Regions from separate parts of the Mus musculus genome. Here all the other regions are linked to region 1. The links are chromatin contacts, called in public HiChIP or PLAC-seq maps. All regions are on one chromosome and are shown on one strand. Each heading gives the region's core, a stretch centred on a gene start, on an enhancer-like site or on the middle of the called end of the contact. The rest is flanking DNA. Distances are from core to core; before and after follow the strand shown.

Region 1 (3,376 bases), core at 288-2,787:
GTCACCTAACTGTTAGGGCCACAGACAGGGAAAGAGGAAGCTTGTGAGGCTCATCTAAGCTGTCATTATGGACACTCTCTGCTAACTTCCAGGCCAAGCAGACAGGAGATGGAAGGTATAAGTATGGTCACTGATGACTCAACCTTTACAGGTGGGTGCTCCAAAAATGACCTACACCCGTGCTTACAATAGGCTTGTCTAAGGGAGCCAGACAATGTCAGCTCTCAGAAGGTGAAACCCTCACACGGCTAGAAATATGATTTTTTGCTATGGTTTAGAGACTACACCTACACCTAGGACACTTGTCTGAATCTCCAGCTGTTTTGAGCCGTCTTTCTGTGACATCCACCCTGTTCTCTTGAGAACTAGATGTCAGGGCCAGAGACAAGGCTGTCCTGCCTCCAGCCCGGCAGGCCTCTGGGAATCTGGCAGGTGAGAGCCCAGCAGCCAGCACTAGGTAAGCAGCCCTCACTGACAGCACCCAGCACTGACACTTTGTTTCCCACTTGCCAGGCCACACACCCTAGGGAAGTAGCATGTGCGCACCACAGGGCTGCACTGCATGGCTTGGCTCCTCCCAAGTCAGGAGCAGATGCAGCCTCAGCCAAGTTTCCCCCAAAGATTAGGAATGGGGAGGTGACACAACCCAGGAAAATAATCTAACAGCAACACTGCTAAGCAGTCACCTCTCTACTGATTAAAAAAGGAGAAAAAAAAAGATTGGACTGTAATACCATTTAATCCCCAGAAGCTAATCTAAATGTAACACTCAGAAGAAAACAAAAGTGGCACAAAGAGATGCGCCAGCCCTGCCTTCAGGGAGACTGGCTTTATTCCCAAAGTGAGCCCATTAATAGAGCTGGGAATGAAATGCCAGTTCTGTCTTTGTAAGGGGAGGGATTACTAAACTGCTGTTTCTAAGCTCAGTTTTAAGTCATGGATCTCTAAACATAAAGAAAGCCTGGGGCTGAGGCAGCCCTTCCCATAAGCCTATGGCCAGTGCTTCCAAACCCACCCAGTGGGTGTTGGCTGGACAAGTATGAGCCCCGGGCCATTGGAACACACAGACTGTAAAGAACATGTCACCCCATGGTCCTCAGACCTGCTCCTCTTCTCATAGCCTGCAACACAGGAGGTAAGTGCACAAACAGGGGCTGGTCAGGTGTCCCTCTTCTCCAGAGCTCCACAGCACCCACCCACCTTCCTCCTGCATCAGTGCTGCACAAAGCCCATTGTGACTCTCAACTGTGCAGCCCTGGTCATCATCTTCCACACTGTCCTGCTCCGTTTCCTCCATGGCACTTTGTATCACTCAGTAGCATATCCTCCCTTCCCCATATTCTTCTCTTTCTAATATATATGTATATGTATATGTATATGTATATGTATATGTATATGTATATGTATATGTATATGTATATTCTTTCATAAACTTTGTATCTGTCTCATTCACTGCAGACTGTCTGCTTTGCTGACTGGGAGAGGGTGGCTAGGGTCTTGTCATTCTCTGCCCCTGGAACACTGAAGCCTGTGGCTGCAGGATGGGTGAGTCATTCCAGCTGGCAGTGCTGAGTCCTGCTCTGCTCTCGACACTGTCACTTCGTCCTCCCCAAGGCTGCCAGTTATCTTTCTAAAGCACAAACCCAATCCTATCAATTCCCCACTTAAAAGATTTTTTTTATGACTTGCCGCAGCCTGCAGAAAAAGTTCCAAATGGCTCTTGTGCGCTGCTAGCCTTGTGCCCAGAACCAGCCTCAACGTCTGGCTTTGTGCAGTGAATGCCTCTGCCACCTCAGGTCTGCCTTCCTGATACCTCACCAGAACCTTTGGTAGGTTCCACTCACTCTGTCGCCTAAGCACAGAGCTGACTGCCCATCTTTCTGGGGCTGCCTGGTGAACTCTAGGGACTCAGATGCCCCACTCTGATCAGCTCATGTTACCACCCAGAGATCACACCACCCAGTCTCATGTTTAGGAGAAAGAATGATGAGAACAGTAAGGAGAGGAAGCTTCCAGATAAACACACAGGATCCCTAGTTTCCTTCTGCCAATGGTAGGCCCAGGTGCCAGAACACAGGCCATAGATGAGTCCCAGGTATCACCAAAGTAAAATACTTGGCAGCTCTTCCTAGAAGATAGATACTGATGGCTCACCAGGGGAGAAGAGACAGAGGACAACATGGGCCACACTCTTGAGTACACACCATACTATTTCTCCTTAAACATTCTGATAGAAGATAAAGGCTGGACATTATAAAGGCTCATGGCAAGTCAGGAAGTTCTTTCCTAGACCTCACCTGAGTTTTCATAGCTTCAGTTCATGTCTCTGGCCTTGCTGTTTCTCAGATAAGGTTTGCTTCTCTGATGAGTGCCAGTGGGCCTGCTGCCAGCTTCTTTCCAGGACACAGACTATACCTGCCTTTCCTGTTAGGCATGAAGTCCTTCCCTGTGGGGCTTTCATGTCTTCACCCAGGCCTGCAGGGCTTAGGACTTGGTTAGCACTCATCACTAAGGCTAACAGGACAGAGCAGGGAACACAAAACTGCTGGCAATTCCTACATCATTCGCCCCACTTGTCCCTAGCCCAGCATTTTTAGAAGCTGGCCTTGGGGCTTGAGGTCCTCAGAGCATTGGGAAGTCTCCTTGTAGTCTATAACACCTGCACTCCAATCAGCTTGTCTGTGTCTCAGGGGTCAAGAGTGGGTATCTTTTTTTTTTTTCCTGATAAAACCCACAGACAGGGTCTAGGTCCAAGGGAGAACAGGCTAACCTTTGTCACTGCTGTTGCTGCTTGGTAAGAAGACAGCAGCCCTAATCTCTATTTTCCCCATCCCTCAATTCCCTTTAGTAATAATCTTCCTAATTTCAATTATACAGGCTACCCACAAATACACACTGTTTCAAAGTGAACATTTTAGATAATGCCTACAGTCTCATTTGGCCCTGTCAAAAAACCCTAAGGTTCCCTGAAGTCAGTACCAGTCTCCACCTGGAGGGTGGCTTTTCCCTGCCTCTCTGTATCATGCACCCACACTCCCAAGAGGAGAACATTAGGTGTCATGTGGCATTTGGACATATAGATACAATACCCAGTGTCTCTCTTTTGTGCTTGCCTATCCCACTGTGGCTCACCCTCTGTGGCACCTACTATTCCAGAGTCAATAGCTATAGAGTCGTCTATCAGCTGTAGTGAGCTGCTCTGGTGTTTTACACCTACAAACTATTGCAGTGCTCCATCCACAGCTGCTTGTATCCAGAGTACCTCTAAGGCAGGGCTCTTCAAGGACAGCTTCCAGGTACCAGCCTCCCCTCCCTGGCCCTTGTGGCTCCAGATTCAGTTGTGACCACACTCTGTGTATCAAGGGCAGGTGTGCTT
Region 2 (3,146 bases), core at 485-2,984, 450 kb before region 1:
AGGCATATACATGGATTTTGTTGTTAGGTTTTGTTTCTGAGACAGGGTCTAACTCTGTAGCTCAGGCTAGCCTGGAACTCATTATTTAGCCCAGATTGGCCTAGAACTCATGGCAATCCTCCTATTTTGGCTTCTGAGTGCTGAAATTACCACCAACTCTGACCCTTTCTGCCATTTCTGATGGAACTGCAAACACCACCATGGAGAAGCAACCCACACCAGCATCTTTACTGTTTGCATCATTCTCAGTGCCCTGGGAGCCATACCTTAGTGAGCTTCCACTGTCTAGTGGGCTCCTTTATACCTCTAAGAATATTCAAACAACCTCGTCCTTATGCTTTTCTGTTTGAGCTCAGCAAAAGAGCTGGTTTGATCTTGTCTAGCACCGAGTGTAAGAGATGTCTTTTCAACTTGTACACATGCATGCCTTCTATAGTGGGCAGTGGGGTAAGCTTAAGAGCTCTTCTGTCTATGGAACTCACCTTCCTGTGAGAGCCAATGATTCTTTTGTCTGGAAAGTGACAGGTTTGGGTATCCCTAGGTGGGATAATCTTAGCATAAAACACTGAGGTGGAAGACAAGACCCGTTGACTGTTAGTAAGGAGGACTTGGCAGTCGTTTAGCCTCAGCAGTGAGAGAGGTCATAGAGAAGGATGTGAAAGAACATCTCCCTTGGTCTCACTTCCAGAGGAAGAGAATAGCACCAGTCATGAGATGCCTTGTGGTGAGAATGGTAGCTTAACCACCACCCCTGCCACATAAGTCACATCCAGTTGGGGGTGATATAATGACCTTTGTTACCTGTTTGAACTTTTAATGAACTTTGTTTTACCCTGTAACCCTGTGTGTTAGTTAGCTTTCTACTGCTGTGAAAAAATAACAGGGGGAATGGCTTGTTTGATTCGCACATTCAGAGGTTTCTGAGGCCCTAACATCATGGTGGAAGCACATGATGGAGCAGAACTGGTCATATCATGGTGGCCGAGAAGCTAAGAGACACAGGAAATGACTTGGCTCCCAATATGGCCTTCAAGACACACTTCCAATGCTCTGATTCTTCCCATCTACCTCCTAGAGGTTTCACTAACTCCCTATAGAAGCTGGAGACTTCTGGGGCGGGGAGGGTGTGCACTCATGAGTATAACACCTTGTCTCAGTGGCATGTGGGGGAATGCAGAGGGTCACTCCCTCAGGTGAGAATAGTGCAGTGTCACAGACACATGACCTGAGGTGGAGACAATGTGCAGATGCCTCTGAGAGAGAATGTCAGCACTAGCCCTGGAGGTCTCCGGGGACTTGAAGACATCTTCTGGGGTTTCCAGTCATATACAGTTCAACGCTGGGACCTTCTACTTTAGCTGTTCTGGCAGACACTGGTCCTGGGACTTCAAGAAACTCCTCGGGGTCTCCCTGGCAGCTGGTTGAGAAGTCTTAGTTTTGCTCGTTTTATATCAGCTGTGTCAGCCCTCTCCTCATCCCCATGAAGAAGCTGAGCCCATGCAAACCACCTTGTGAGATGTGATCAAACCCCAGGTTATTATTGCCAGTAACGCAGGCATGACAACTTAATGACAACAGACAGGTGATTAATGGGAACACAAATAGAAACAAGTCACAGTGAAATTTCTTTGTCATTTCCGTTAGCAGGTCAGATCTGGTTTTAGCACTGTATGTGGCCTGTACTTTCCCAAGATGGCCTTAATCATACCTTTTTCCCATGGGGTCCTCTGGCGCATGACCACAACACCCTTGCCTCACAGAGGTGTGGTTCAACTTCCTGATACTGTTTGAGTCAGAGGTGTCCTTCAGGCGTGTGTTTGGACACTCAGCCTTCAGCAAGTGGCCCCCCTCTACAGGCTGTAAAGCCTTTGGCAGGTGGGGCGTGGCTGGCAAAGTGGGTTGGTGGGAGAGGATGGGCCTTGAGACCTGGCTCCAGTGCTTAACTCAGTACTCTCTGCTTCCCACTTCCTGCTGTGATGCGATCCGTGACCTGCTCTGGGCACCATGAACTTTGACAAGACTTCCCCACCAGGAAGGACTGTACTGTCTCAGCCTGTGAGCCAGCAGAAACCTTCCTTCCCAGGTTGCTTCTGTCAAGTATTTTGCCACAATGATGAAGAAAACTGACCAATGCCCTCCCCTCCCTTGGATCTGGGTGTACATGGGTCTTCTTCAACATGGGCTTTGGCAACCGATGTGCTGTGGCATGTAGCCAGATGGCTGCTGCCTTCCTGTGGGGACACTCCTGCTGGGGTCTTGGAGCCACTAGAGAAGTACAGATGGGCTGTGGACAAGAGTGCTTGGTACGTCCTGTCCAGCCTTTGACCAGCCTCAGTGGATTGTGGTCTCACTCAGAGTCCATCTGAAGTTGTGCAGGAGGCTTCAAGTGGGACTGACTCAGTGGAGGGGCCAGCAAGGAATCCATGTGTAAAGCTAATGGGGCTTGTCCAATAGTACACTGAGTCTTAGTTAATGCTGTTAAGTAGCAGCAGTATCCGAAGCACAGTTGGCATTACTGTTGGACTCCACAAAAGACAGGTCTGGCGTGAACAACCATGCATACTTAGCCATGCAGTGTGCAGTGTGGGCGGTGGAGGGATGACCTGGTCTGTCCTCACTCCACCCTTACAGATGTACTCACAGGCATCACTTGCCTGAGCCTGTGTCCTCTTCTGTAAAGCGGAGATTCAAGCAGAGCTGTTATGTGAGGGTCATAGCTGGCACCAGCTGCCACAAATTGACACCTTAGATGGACTCATTCTCTCTGTTCTGTAGGCTATGCATTTGGGGTCAGGGCAGAACAGCCAGGGCTTCCTAACTTCTTGTTGTGTGTTGTGCGATTTCTTCTTTGGGCATACTTGAAGAGAGGGAGTGTGTCTCTATGAAGACACTAATTCTGTTGGATCAGATCCCCGCTCAAATTCATGACCTCATTTAACTGAAATTTATTCCTGATAGGTTTTATCTCCAAATATAGTATGAGGTGAGGATATGTTGTGAATGTGAAGTTTGAAGGAGACACAATTAGTTTAGGGTGAGGGGGTTAAGGGGCTGGCCCCTGTGGCATGCAAGCGCCTGAGATCCATGCTATTACAGTTGCCATCTTCAGGCTCTTGCCCCTTCTCCTGTGTGCTGTTTCCAAATGA
Region 3 (3,351 bases), core at 811-3,310, 500 kb before region 1:
CCTAGCTATTAGGAAGCTGGGACAGGAGAATCACAGGTTCAAGGCTGGGCAACATGGGCAGCCTAGGGAGACCCTGTCTCAAAAGTGATGACGCAAGTCTCACTGCTCATTGTCCAGTGCTTGCCTAGCATAGATCCAGTGTCCAGCAATGCAAGACAAGTAAACATCTGATCTATTTGGAAAATTGAGAAGTCAGACTCAAACACCCTGGTAGTGAAGGGGACCTGGCCGTCTCATGACTGGGAAGGATGGGTGTCGTATGTGGCAGAGTCCGGGGTTACTAGGAGTCCAGTGTTTCTCTCTGCATCCACCTTGTGACTTTGCTCTTTGTGAGCTTTCTCTCCAAGGCCCCAGCCCAGAGTCACACTTGGCCTGCTGACCTCAGCAGGGTGCTGGGACTTTCTGGTTGGCTGGATTTGAAAATGCTCGCATTTCCTGACATTTGTGCTGTATGGAGCTAATCCCATCTAAGTCTGTGGACAGAGCCGAAGTTCGGAGTGCCCCCGGGGAAAGTGTGCCCATTGGCTGCCTGGCCCTATCCCACCTTCTCCATCCTGCTGCTGTCTCTCCTTCCTGTCTCACCTAGACCTGTCCATTCTCTGCAGTGGCCTAAGGGACCCCACCCACAGTGGCTTGGGGTCTTTGGAAAGAGCCTTTTCAGTACCGAGAATGAAATCATGTTATAGGTGTGCCACCCCATCTGACCCAGTCTTACCAACTGTTTTCTCTTTCCAGCCGCCCTGGCCTAGTCTTTTTTGTCTTTGGCCAAGTCTGTTTCTACCTCAGAACTTTTGTATTTGCCATTCTCTCTGAGGAATGTTCTTTATCCAGAGTTTTCCAAGGCTGACTCCCCAGTCATGCGTCCTCTTGACAGAACACCAACCCAAATCAACCTTCCTATGTTCCCTGGAATTCAGCCTTAACTGGGACACAAGGCCATGGTAACTAGATAGAGGACTGCACTGTTTCGTTTGGCTGTGGAAGCAGCCTTGGGCATTCATGGAGAGACCTACTTCTATCTCATGGTCTAACATGGCTGCTCTTGTTCCTATCGGCACATCAGTATTCCGGCTGACAGGAAGGAAGAAGGGCACGACCTGAAGCTGGCGAGTTGCACTCTGTTGGTGTCCTTGTGGCCAGTCCCTCCTTCAGGGGAAGCTGGAGAAAGCAGACTGAAATCCCGGGTTCTGCTGGTAAGACGTGTGGGTCCTGGAGACTTGTCTGCGCTCTGTTCCCGTCATAGTGAACCACTCCACTGTCTTCTCAGCCCTTATCCCTAGCAGAACTTTGCTTTTTAAGTACAAAGGTTTGTGTTTCCCCACTCCCACCCCCATCCTTGGGAGGGAGCCGGCAAGAGGGTAGGCCTTGCTTGCCCTGTCCCACCCACACCTGAGCAGCCCAGTGAGTTGCTGGTTATACCAACCACATGGTCAGATCCGCTGGGCAAGCAGAGGGTGCGTGGGTGGAGGATGGTTGCTCCCTTCACCTTTGCCGATCGTCAGGACTGGGAAAAAGTGGAAATGCCCTACTAGGAACCAGGGACATACTTCCCTCCTTGCCCCTCCCCATCAGAAAGTTGGAGGTGTAACAAATCAGAGAAGGCTGAGGACAGGGTCTTGGCTGCCTGCTCAGAGGTTTCCTGTCCCTTTCAGCAGAGACAGCACTAGAGTGTAATGACCCTGCCAAATCCAGGATGTCCCCGAGTGCCCCCCAAGCCCTGCCTTTTCCTGCTACTGCTTAGAGTTAGTGGACCACAATGCTCCTTTTGAGTTACCGCTGACACTGAACAGGGGGCACCAAGCTCTTTGCCACTCCTGCCACAGACAGGTAGGTCCCTAAGCCACGACCTTTTCCTCTGAAAAGATTTAAGTGTTCCTGGCAGTATACAAGCTCGTGCACCCACGTCTGGAGAAAGGAGTGTCTGGGACGAAGTGTGCCACCGGGTCTACAGAGTCAATCCCGGCCTGGTTCTGTAGTGGTCACGTGTATGGCTCTGTTGAGTCTGGATCCACCCACATCCCATTTGGGAGGCCCATTCATTTTGCCGCAGTTCAGGCTCCTTCTTTCTACTGCCATCTTGTGGTCAACGGCTGACACTGCTTCACCCGTGCACTACCTTTGCCCAGCTGCTGGCTGTTTTGGATAGAGGCGATTACCTTCTGATCACTGATCAGAATACAGTTACCTATGAGTCCCGAGGCTCAGCTTGTCCTGCAGGAGGCCCCACTACCATCCCTACACAGTCCTCTCACCAAGGTTCCTCGTCTAGGGTTTTCTGGCCACCATTAGTCTTCTCCCTCCAAGACATTTCTGGGACCCCAGATCATGAGCTCTCTCATCCTCTAGGCTGAATGTCAGACTTTCCTCCCCAAATTGCCACAAAGACACTGGCCTCTGGGCTACTCTGGCCTCCAGCTTCTCTGGGGAGCCTGACCTTCTCAGATGACCTCTTTGGCCCTCTTTGTGCCTAGAGACCTCTGTGTGCTTCAGGTGTCCCCTCCACCTGCAGCTGCTTTTCCAGTGCAGCAGAGAGGGTTCTGGGCTCCTTTGAGGACCTCAGCGGGTGTGTGACCTCAGATCAGATGGTGGGTGGGGTTTGCAAGGTGGAATTGGGAGCATATCACTTAGCCTTCCCAATAGAGTCCTGCTGAGGCATTCTCCATCACCATGGCCTCACTTTTTAGTCTCAGTGCCATTTCAGAGGGGACACTGAAGCACCAGGAGGCCAAGTGGCAGAAGCAGGCTGGGGACCATGCTCTGAACTCCTTCATCTCTGGAAGAACAATTTGGATGGTGCCTATCATTGCTCTCTGGCACATGATGCTCAGTAACTGGAGGTGGCTTGTGTATCTGTCAGGGGCAAAGGCTTAAGGCAGAGCCTGAGAGGAGAGAGCAGGCCCTGTGTGGAGCTAAGAACCCCCTTCTCCCAGCCTCCCGCTCAGTGAGTCCTAGTACAGCCTGCACTCTGCGCTGCCATTTTGGTCTTCCCTGGTAGCCTTAGACGGAGGGAGGAGGGCCAGGGCCCTGTGCCCTAACCACATGGGCTTGTCTTCAGGGCCACTGCCGGTGGAATGGCCAGCCTGCAGGAGGCCAATGGAAGCACAGCGTGGCCACCGCCCACAGCATCCAATATCAGTGAGCCCCACCAGTGCCTGCTGCTGCTATATGAGGATATTGGCTCCTCCAGGTAGGGTTCCTGGCCCCACTGAGGGAGGGCTGTGGGTGGGCTCTCAGGGTGCTATGGGCCAGGGAATGTGTCCCTACCTCCCCAGTGAGCCAGCATCTGTGCCCCCTGCAGGGTCCGGTACTGGGACCTCCTGCTGCTCATTCCCAATGTGCTCTTCTTCATCT

The links. HiChIP or PLAC-seq counts read pairs in DNA pulled down with a chosen protein or histone mark.
Region 2: a contact with region 1 is called in an HNF4G HiChIP or PLAC-seq map of pancreatic cancer cells. The contact joins two enhancer-like sites. A contact is called at or near these places in 4 of 115 datasets of contacts at active chromatin or transcription factors (the NIH/3T3 cell line, embryonic stem cells, extraembryonic endoderm stem cells and 1 more).
Region 3: a contact with region 1 is called in a FOXA1 HiChIP or PLAC-seq map of pancreatic cancer cells. The contact joins two enhancer-like sites. A contact is called at or near these places in 6 of 39 promoter capture datasets (3T3-L1-derived adipocytes, the SN4741 cell line, hippocampal neurons and 3 more), 1 of 15 datasets of contacts at CTCF or cohesin (large pre-B cells), 1 of 484 Hi-C or Micro-C datasets (bone marrow-derived macrophages), 7 of 115 datasets of contacts at active chromatin or transcription factors (bone marrow-derived dendritic cells, differentiating embryonic stem cells, embryonic midbrain and 4 more) and 1 of 9 other capture datasets (adipose tissue).

What each region holds. Positions count from the first base shown.
Region 1 is chr6:89,406,849-89,410,224 of GRCm38.p6, forward strand. The region is part of intron 6 of Chchd6 (coiled-coil-helix-coiled-coil-helix domain containing 6); the gene reads right to left. Gm52910 (a long non-coding RNA gene) reads right to left here. Exons shown (of 2, transcript XR_003956464.1): 1 at 1,103-3,376. Among named protein-coding and RNA genes, the nearest start is that of Gm52910, 3.1 kb to the right of the region's middle. Within about 2 kb of position 1,538, at least 22 of the 459 cell types and tissues checked have an H3K27ac peak or open chromatin away from gene starts, as enhancers often do. A contact at or near this core is called in bone marrow-derived macrophages and pancreatic cancer cells, where this site is marked.
Region 2 is chr6:88,956,282-88,959,427 of GRCm38.p6, forward strand. No RefSeq gene overlaps it. Among named protein-coding and RNA genes, the nearest start is that of Gm36409, 16 kb to the right of the region's middle. Within about 2 kb of position 1,735, at least 31 of the 459 cell types and tissues checked have an H3K27ac peak or open chromatin away from gene starts, as enhancers often do. A contact at or near this core is called in pancreatic cancer cells, where this site is marked.
Region 3 is chr6:88,904,886-88,908,236 of GRCm38.p6, forward strand. Tpra1 (transmembrane protein, adipocyte asscociated 1) reads left to right here. Exons shown (of 12, transcript NM_011906.2): 2 at 1,064-1,193; 3 at 3,056-3,187; 4 at 3,299-3,351. The coding sequence starts at 3,072. Among named protein-coding and RNA genes, the nearest start is that of Tpra1, 4.3 kb to the left of the region's middle. Within about 2 kb of position 2,061, at least 73 of the 459 cell types and tissues checked have an H3K27ac peak or open chromatin away from gene starts, as enhancers often do. A contact at or near this core is called in bone marrow-derived macrophages and pancreatic cancer cells, where this site is marked.